2 separate regions of the Sus scrofa genome follow, and region 2 is linked to region 1. A link is a contact called in public Hi-C data. All regions are on one chromosome and are shown on one strand. Each heading gives the region's core, a stretch centred on a gene start, on an enhancer-like site or on the middle of the called end of the contact. The rest is flanking DNA. Distances are from core to core; before and after follow the strand shown.

The links. Hi-C and Micro-C count contacts between places; a contact is called where the count stands out from the background.
Region 2: a Hi-C map of skeletal muscle shows a contact between it and region 1, with 3 times the contacts expected there. The contact joins the promoter of JUNB here to the enhancer-like site in region 1. A contact is called at or near these places in 6 of 47 Hi-C or Micro-C datasets (embryonic fibroblasts, heart right ventricle, liver and 3 more) and 1 of 2 datasets of contacts at active chromatin or transcription factors (alveolar macrophages).

What each region holds. Positions count from the first base shown.
Region 1 is chr2:65,297,717-65,301,422 of Sscrofa11.1, forward strand. No RefSeq gene overlaps it. Among named protein-coding and RNA genes, the nearest start is that of MIR23A, 8.5 kb to the right of the region's middle. Within about 2 kb of position 1,770, at least 66 of the 83 cell types and tissues checked have an H3K27ac peak or open chromatin away from gene starts, as enhancers often do. A contact at or near this core is called in alveolar macrophages, embryonic fibroblasts, liver and 3 more, where this site is marked.
Region 2 is chr2:66,217,864-66,221,569 of Sscrofa11.1, forward strand. It overlaps JUNB (transcription factor jun-B), which reads right to left and starts at 1,572. Exons shown (of 1, transcript XM_005674483.3): 1 at 1-1,572.

The DNA of each region.
Region 1 (3,706 bases), core at 520-3,019:
CAGAAATACAGTTAGTTGCCAGATTTAGCAAATAAAAATACAGGAGACCCAGTTAAATTTGATTTTCAGATCTAGAGCAAGTTAAAAAAATTTTCTTTTCCTTTAGTAAAATTATGTCCCAAATATTGCTTGGGACATACTGATACTAAATGATTCATTGTTTATCTGAAAATCAAATTTAACTGAGTGTTCTGTATTTTTTTTTTTTTCTTGCTTTTTAGGGCCGCACCCGCTGTATATGGAGGTTCCCAGGCTAGGAGTCTAATTGGAGCTACAGCTGCCAGCCACAGCCACAGCAACACAGGATCCGAGCTGTGTCTGTGACTCACACCACAGCTCACCACAACGCACGTGGGATCCACGGAGCTGAGTGAGGCCAAGGATCAAACCTTCAACCTCATGGTTCCTAGTCCTATTCATTTCAGCTGGCCATGAGGGCTACTCGGAATGTTCTGTATTTTTAACTGGCAGTACTTGAGGGTCTCCAGGATGTGTGTGTGGGGGGGGGGCTTGGGATGGGAAAATGATAATAGATAAAATGATGGAGCAAACATACTTTGAAGTGGCTACTACTATTATCTCTATTCTACAGATAGGTAAACTGAGACCCAGAGAGGGTTTTTTTGGTTTTGCTTTGTTTTGGTGTCTTGTTTATAGTTAGTGAGTGACAAACCCCCATTGGAACCTAGGCATGTTGGTTACAGTTCACTAGACATTAGAGCTGGCACCCCACTCCCTCCACGGCGGAACTTGGACGCCAGGGTTCCCTTGGTTTCTGGTGGCCCAGGTAAAGCCCTTCCTAATGCAGTAGATTCCCCAGCATCCCCCCTTGCAGCCTGGGATCTGTACCACCCCACTTGCGCCCCTCCTCCCAGGACACCGAGGCAGTGGGCGGGACGGGAGTCTGCCTGGGGGGGGGGCGGCGGCGGGAGGGGGTGCTCCTCTCCCAGGAGGCGGCTCGACCTCTCCCTCCTCCAAGCCGGGAGGATCCGCCGTCTGCTCCCGCCGGCAGGGGGAGGGGGAGGGTTATTTTTACCTCCCTCCAGGCAGCCGGGGCGACAGGAAGTGAGTGCGCGGCCCGCCAGATGTGGGGAGCCAGGCAGCTGGGAGCAGCCACAGCTGGACTGGCGGCCGGCCGGGGGCGGGGCGGGGGAGGCAGGGTGTGCAGAAGGAGGATCCCAGGCCTCAGGTCCCCCCTTTGTTCTCCGCCAACCCAGCCTCCCTTCTGAGGTCCCCCTCACCCCCATGGCTCCCCCAATCTCGGCGGTGGCCTCGCTGTCCCCCATCTGCGCACCAGGTCCCCTGTTGCTCACGAGCTCTCGGGGCCGGGCGTGGAGGGGACCAAGTTCCTCGCCCTGGGGACCCCCGGGTCCCAGCAGACTGAGGGGTGGGAGGGGGAGACTGCCCCTCGCCGGCCCCGCCTGCCACCGCCATTGTTTACCCGTCGGCTGCCTCCTAGGAAACTTAACCCGCCCGCGGTAATTTTATTTGGGAACTTCGGCCAGTTGCCATAGCAACCCCCAGTGACGTCAGAGGGGCTGGGGCCCGAAATCCCCGAGAAAAGGGGGAGATGGGATTGGGGGGAGACCCCCAGGAGGGCCCCTCCTTAACCCTGCGCCTGCCGGGTCCCGATCAGAGGGGAGAGGGCAGCCAGATGTGACACCTCTTGGGCGCCCCCATTCTGGCCCAGTGCCAAGTGAGGGTGGCCGGCCAGGCTCTGATGTCATCCGGTTCTGGGTGGGTGGTGAGTCAGTCCCCAGGTGGGGGCTGGGCCAGGCCTGGGGGCTATTCCTATCTGACTCACCCCACCAGTGCCCAGGAGCAACACCTGGACAGACCCTGCCCTGGGGATTTCAGGCACCTGACTGGGGGTCCCCACTGATCCCCTAGAACCTCTAGGTCCTTCTGAACGGTAGGTGGGTAGGCAAGGGCTTTCCTGGTGCTCCCAGCCCCAGTTTGGGGCAGTGAAATGAAAGAGTTAGTGGCAGTGAACTGGGGCTACCGCATAATGTCCTTTGCGGGATGTGGGGAGTGGCTGGTGCCCTCCCGAGGAGGCAGGTGGTGGGATCTCTGCTCAGTCCATAACACAGCATGTCACCAGGGTGATGGGAGGCAGGGGCCCTGACTGGCAAGGAAGAGCACAGCGCCAGCCGGGGGCTGGGCTGGGAGGAGCCACCCTAACCACAGTGACGTGGGACTTCCTCGGCAGGGCCTGTTTGATGTCTCTGTGTGCAGTGTTGCCATGGGGCCCGGCGGGCGCCCGGCCTATGAGCCCTGGTGACCTACAGGGCAACTGGGTCTGTCAGGGTCCCTTAACCTAGCTTCCCCACCCCAGGTCTGTGTGGTGATAAACCTGCTGTACCCACATGTACATGCTTATCCAGCCTCTACTCGGCCTCAGGCCCTGGGCCAGGACATTGCACATCTCATCTCAGAATCTCGTAATAGCTACACAAGGCACATTTTCAGGTCCATTTTACAGAGAAAGAAACCGAAGCTCAGAGGGGTGTGACCATTTAGCCAAAGACATCCAGCAAGAAGTTGGGGAGCAAAAATTTGAAACTCGGTTCTTCCATGCTGCTCCTTCCCCCCTCCATCGTATTGGTCTCCTTGATGCTTCTCAGATATTCCAGAAATGTCCTGCCTCAGGGCCTTTGCACTGGCCGTTCCCTCTCCACCTGGAACTCCTTCCTCCAGAAGAAGATGTGGCTTGGTTTCTCCTTCATCTCCTATAAGTCTATGTTCAAATGTCACCCCTTCCTCAGGGTAGCCTTTCTTGACCTGGCCCCTACCCCATTACCCCTCATCTCCTTGGCCTCTTTCTATTCTATTCCCACAACACGTACCACTCAACAAGCTCTATAGGCTATATATCTTTATAGCTGTTTACTGTGTGTATTTCCCCCATTGATGTGGGCCCCATGAGGGCTTTTTTTTTTCTGGCTTGTTCTCTGCTGCATCTCCAGTGTCCAGAACAGCACCTGGCACACAGCAGGCACTCGATGAACATTTGAAGAATGAACAAATGGGTGTGTGTGTGTGTGTGTGTGTGTGTGTGTGTGTATGGCCTGTGCCACTTGACCGCTTGGCCTGGCTTCACCCTGGCCCTGTCTTCTCACCCCTCCCCGCCATTACAAAGAATCAGTTGGCCAGTTTGGAGAGCTCTGATCCCTCTTGGCTGCTGTCCCTGGGTATATTGGCCAGCTCAGGACCAGGGTGTGTGGGGGCAAATTTTGGGGATCCAGATGGAGGGCCAAGAGCACCAGGAGGACCCTCCAGGCTTGGGCTGAGGAATGCTAAGTGAACTGAGGTGGTCCAAGCTACATGCAGGGAAATAGCAGAATGGCTTACAGGGGTGGGCTCAGGGCGCGAGGCACAGGTATCCCTGGAGGTCAGCTTGGAGGAGGCACTTTCCTCTAAACATATGCCTGATTGGACTAATAACAAGAGGAGGGTGATTCCAGATAGGAGACTTTGTCCTGGGATATGAAGGGGGTTTTCTAGAGGGGTGATGCGGAAGGGGTGTCCCATTGTAATTTGGTCACTTTATACTTCTGGAATGATGTGTGTGTGTGTCGACATAGGAAGACCCTGGACTCTGGGAACTTCATTCCCCTGTTTGTAGCTGCTCAGAAGGACTTGTGGCGAGTGCCCCACCCCCTCTGAGCCCCGCCCTGAGTCGGGGAATTCTGTGCCACCCCAAATC
Region 2 (3,706 bases), core at 322-2,821, 920 kb after region 1:
CTGGGGTGCTTCCTCCTTCACTCACGTGGGTGAGAGGCCCTACTCCTATTTTAGTGTGAGGGTCTCCTCACCATCCAGAATACCCAAAGGGGGATCCACACTCCCTCATCTGAGGGCTCCCTTCCCCTGCTGACAGAGAGGACCTGAAAATCCATGAGTCGAATCTGAGGGAACCTCTCCAGAGCCTCTTCCCCAAAATGGGTGAAGGTTTAGATGCTGAGGCTTTAGTTATACTTAAGGTGGGACTTCCAGGAGGTAGGCTATGAGCCACTAGAACCAGAGATGAGCCTCTCAGTATCTGTCTCCTCTCTGTCTTGAAAGAGACATGTCTATCTTTTGGAAACATGGAAGTTTCTTTAGGGTAGACTTAGGCTGAGGGAGAGGAGATAGCCAGCCTTTGTAGGGCAGACACAGCTCACCAAGTGTGGAGGAGAGAAGGAAAACGAAAGAGGCGAAAGAGAAACTGAGCTATGTGGGGGCAGGGGGAAGTCCAGCAGAGCCGGTGGTGGTGTTGGGGAGGAAGGTCCCATGAGAAGCTGGGGGTGTCCCCATCTTTGGAGGGTCCTTGTGACCTCTGGGTACCCCCTCCCCTCCTCCTTTGCTTGAACTGCTCCCCTCCCCCTCCCCAGGCTCAAGGGAGATTCCAGTGGCCGCTGAGTCTGGCAGGCATGCTGCCAGGCCTGTGTCTCCCGCCCATGCTAATAACTGCAGCTGACATCTGGCTGGGCCCTGCGGGGGCGCAACGGGGTAGTGTTGGGGGGCTGGGCAGGTCTGGTTGGAGGGCAGCATCTCAGGAGGCTAACCTGCAGGTCCCACAGGCTAGGAGTACACAGTGAGTCATCCCTGACCAGTGCTGAAGCTGGCTGTGCCAGGGGAGCCTTGGAGAGAGGCAAGACTGGCCCATGAGCGTAGAGATGGAGGGCAAGGCCTGAGCAAGGAAAAGTGGATGTATGGGGGTGGGGGTCAGGGCAGGGAGAGATGCAAGATTAGAGTCATGCAAACTCAGAGACTCTTGAGACAGGCCAACAGACTGAGAAATAATAATTATTATTTTAATAGCTAACACTTATATGGCTCTTACCATGGGCCAGGCACTCTTCTAAGTGGTTTACATGGAATAACTCATTGCCTGTTTCCAACAATCCAGCGAAATGCATGCTCTTTGTATCCCCATTTAACAGACTAAAAAACTTAGGAACAGAAAGGTAAGGAACTTTGCCCCATGTCACATAGCTATAAGCACTGGAATTGATCTAGAACTTGAGATGTCTGACTCCAGAATTTCAGCTCTTTTTGTGTGGATAATCACAACTAGAGAGGCATTTATGCAGTGCCAGCTGTTTGTCAAGTTCTGCAGGCCCTTTCAAGAAGAGTCTCCTGGAATTCCTATAGAGACTTAGCAGAAAAGAACCCGACTAGTATCCATGAGGATGTCCAGAGTTGCCCTGTGCTGTAGCGTAGGTCGCAGAAGTGGCTCGGAGCCGGCATCGCTGTGACTGTGGTGTAGGCCGGCCGGCAGTTGTAGCTCTGATTCGACCCCTAGCCTGGGAACGTCCATATGCCACACCTGGGTCCCGAAAAAGAAAGAGAAAAAAAAAAGGTCTCCTTTATCCTTTAGACAAACAGGGTTGGGCACAGGGCAGAGGGGTGCTAGTGTGTTTGGGGGCAGGCCGGCATGTTGGAGTGGGGTCGGGTCACTCTCTGCACTCTGCACGGGTGTTTGAGCAGGGGGTGGGGATGGGCCAGTGAGGGAGGGCGGGGGCCCAGCTGAGCTGGTACAGCCGGTTCCAGGCCCCTGCCAGTCTCACCCTTGTGGCCTGGGCACCACCCCCTCACGCCGTCCCACTGGCGCCAAGGCTGGCCCAGAGAGGAGAGCCCCCTCCTCCATCAGCCCTGGGTGCCCAGACTAGCAGCTGGGGACTGCCCAGGCCCTGGGTTCCAGACCAGCATCTGCCCAAGGAGTCTGTGTCCAGGCTTCCCTCATGCCCAGGGCCCGGGGGCCTAGGGGACTGGATAAGGAGGAAGTTCTCCCACCCCCACCCACAGGTCTCTCTGGGGCTTTTGGCCTTGGCAGGAGGGACTTCTCCTTCTTATAAATAGCCTGGTGACACCCCCCCACCCCCCCCCCCACACACACAGCCGGCTCCACTGGCTGGCAGGGCCCTTAATAGAAAACTGGGCTGGGGGCTGCTGGTGAGTCAGCCAGTGGGCAGGCCAGGGCGAGAACCCGCAAGTCACAGCACCCAGACTCCCTCGTCCCTGCCCCTGGGTGTGGACAGGCAGCTGGCAGGAAAAGGCTGAGAATCACGGAGGCCCTCCCCCCAGGAACCCTGGCTTGCCAGCAGCTTCCCTACCCAATCTCTGTGGTTTGGGGGGTCCCTCACCCCTCTCCTGGAGAGGAAGCTGCTCAGTTTTCTTGGAAGCAGGAAGGAGAGGAGAGTTTGTCTCCTCAGGCTGACTCAGCTGGGCACGAGGGGAGTTTCCCACAAAGCTGTTTCTGTCACCCCCCCTCCATGCTGCTGGTGAAGTCTTGGGGGGCCTGAGCCTGGCTGAGATCCTGGGTACCTCATTTTCAGGGGATGTGCTGAGAAAATAGGCCCACACCCTATGAAAGCCTGAGGCTGTTGAACTGGGCCTCCTAGGGGAAGTGACAAACAGTGTGGGGGGTGACAATGTTGGAGAGAGGAAGCACCAGGATTTCTGGGTGGGGTTAGAGATATGGGCTGGGAAGCCCAGAGCCTCACAGCACCTAAGCAAGGTCCAAGGGCGCATGTGTGTCTGGTTGGCTGTGGGTTTGTGTGTGGCTGGCCTGTCAGGGCCTGTGATAGTGTGTGTGAGGCATCTTCTCAGGGTATGTGTCTGTTTGTTGGCCCAGCCCCACAGGGGTGTGTAGGGCCTGTCTGGTTTGGGTGGGGGTGAGGGGGGGAAGGTGTGTGTGTTTGTGTGTGTGTATGATCTATGGAATAGGTTGCATGTGGCTGGCCTAGATGCACAAGTATAGGTTGTTTTGGAGTTCATATGGCTAACCTGTTTGTGTCTGGTGTGTGTCTGTGTATGTGAGGTTTAGGGCTTGCCTGTTTGAGGTGTGTGTGTGAGTGTGGGGTCTGTGGCTGGCCCATGTGTGTCTGTGGGCTCTGTGGCTGGGGTGTGTGTGTGTGGTGTACACACATGCATGCATGCCAGCAGGTTCTGTTAGGGTGTCTCTGTCCAATGTGTTTATGAATGTCCGACTGTGGCCTGTCCATGCTTCTCTGTGCTGGGTGTGACTGTCTGGCTAGACCATGTCTGTGAATATGTCTGTTTGCTTACATCTGCCTGATCTGCCAAAGGGTCTGATGTGTGTGTTATCGGTGAGGTAGTGTGTATTCGTAAGGCTGAGCCTTGGTGTCCCTCAAAACATTTCCTTTTTTTTTTTTTTTTTTTTTTGTCTTTTGTATTTTTAGGGCTGCACCCGCGGCATATAGAGGTTCCCAGGCTAGGGATCAGAGTTACAGCTGACAGCCTATGCCAGAGCCACAGCAACACCGGATCCGAGCCATGTCTGTGCTCTACACTATAGCTCATGGCATGCCAGATCCTTAACACACTGAGAAAGGCCAGGGATCGAACCCATAACCTCATGGTTCCTAGTCAGATTTGCTTCCACTGCGCCACAACAGAACTCCACTCAGAGCATTTCTGAGTGTGTATGCAACTTGGCGTCAGG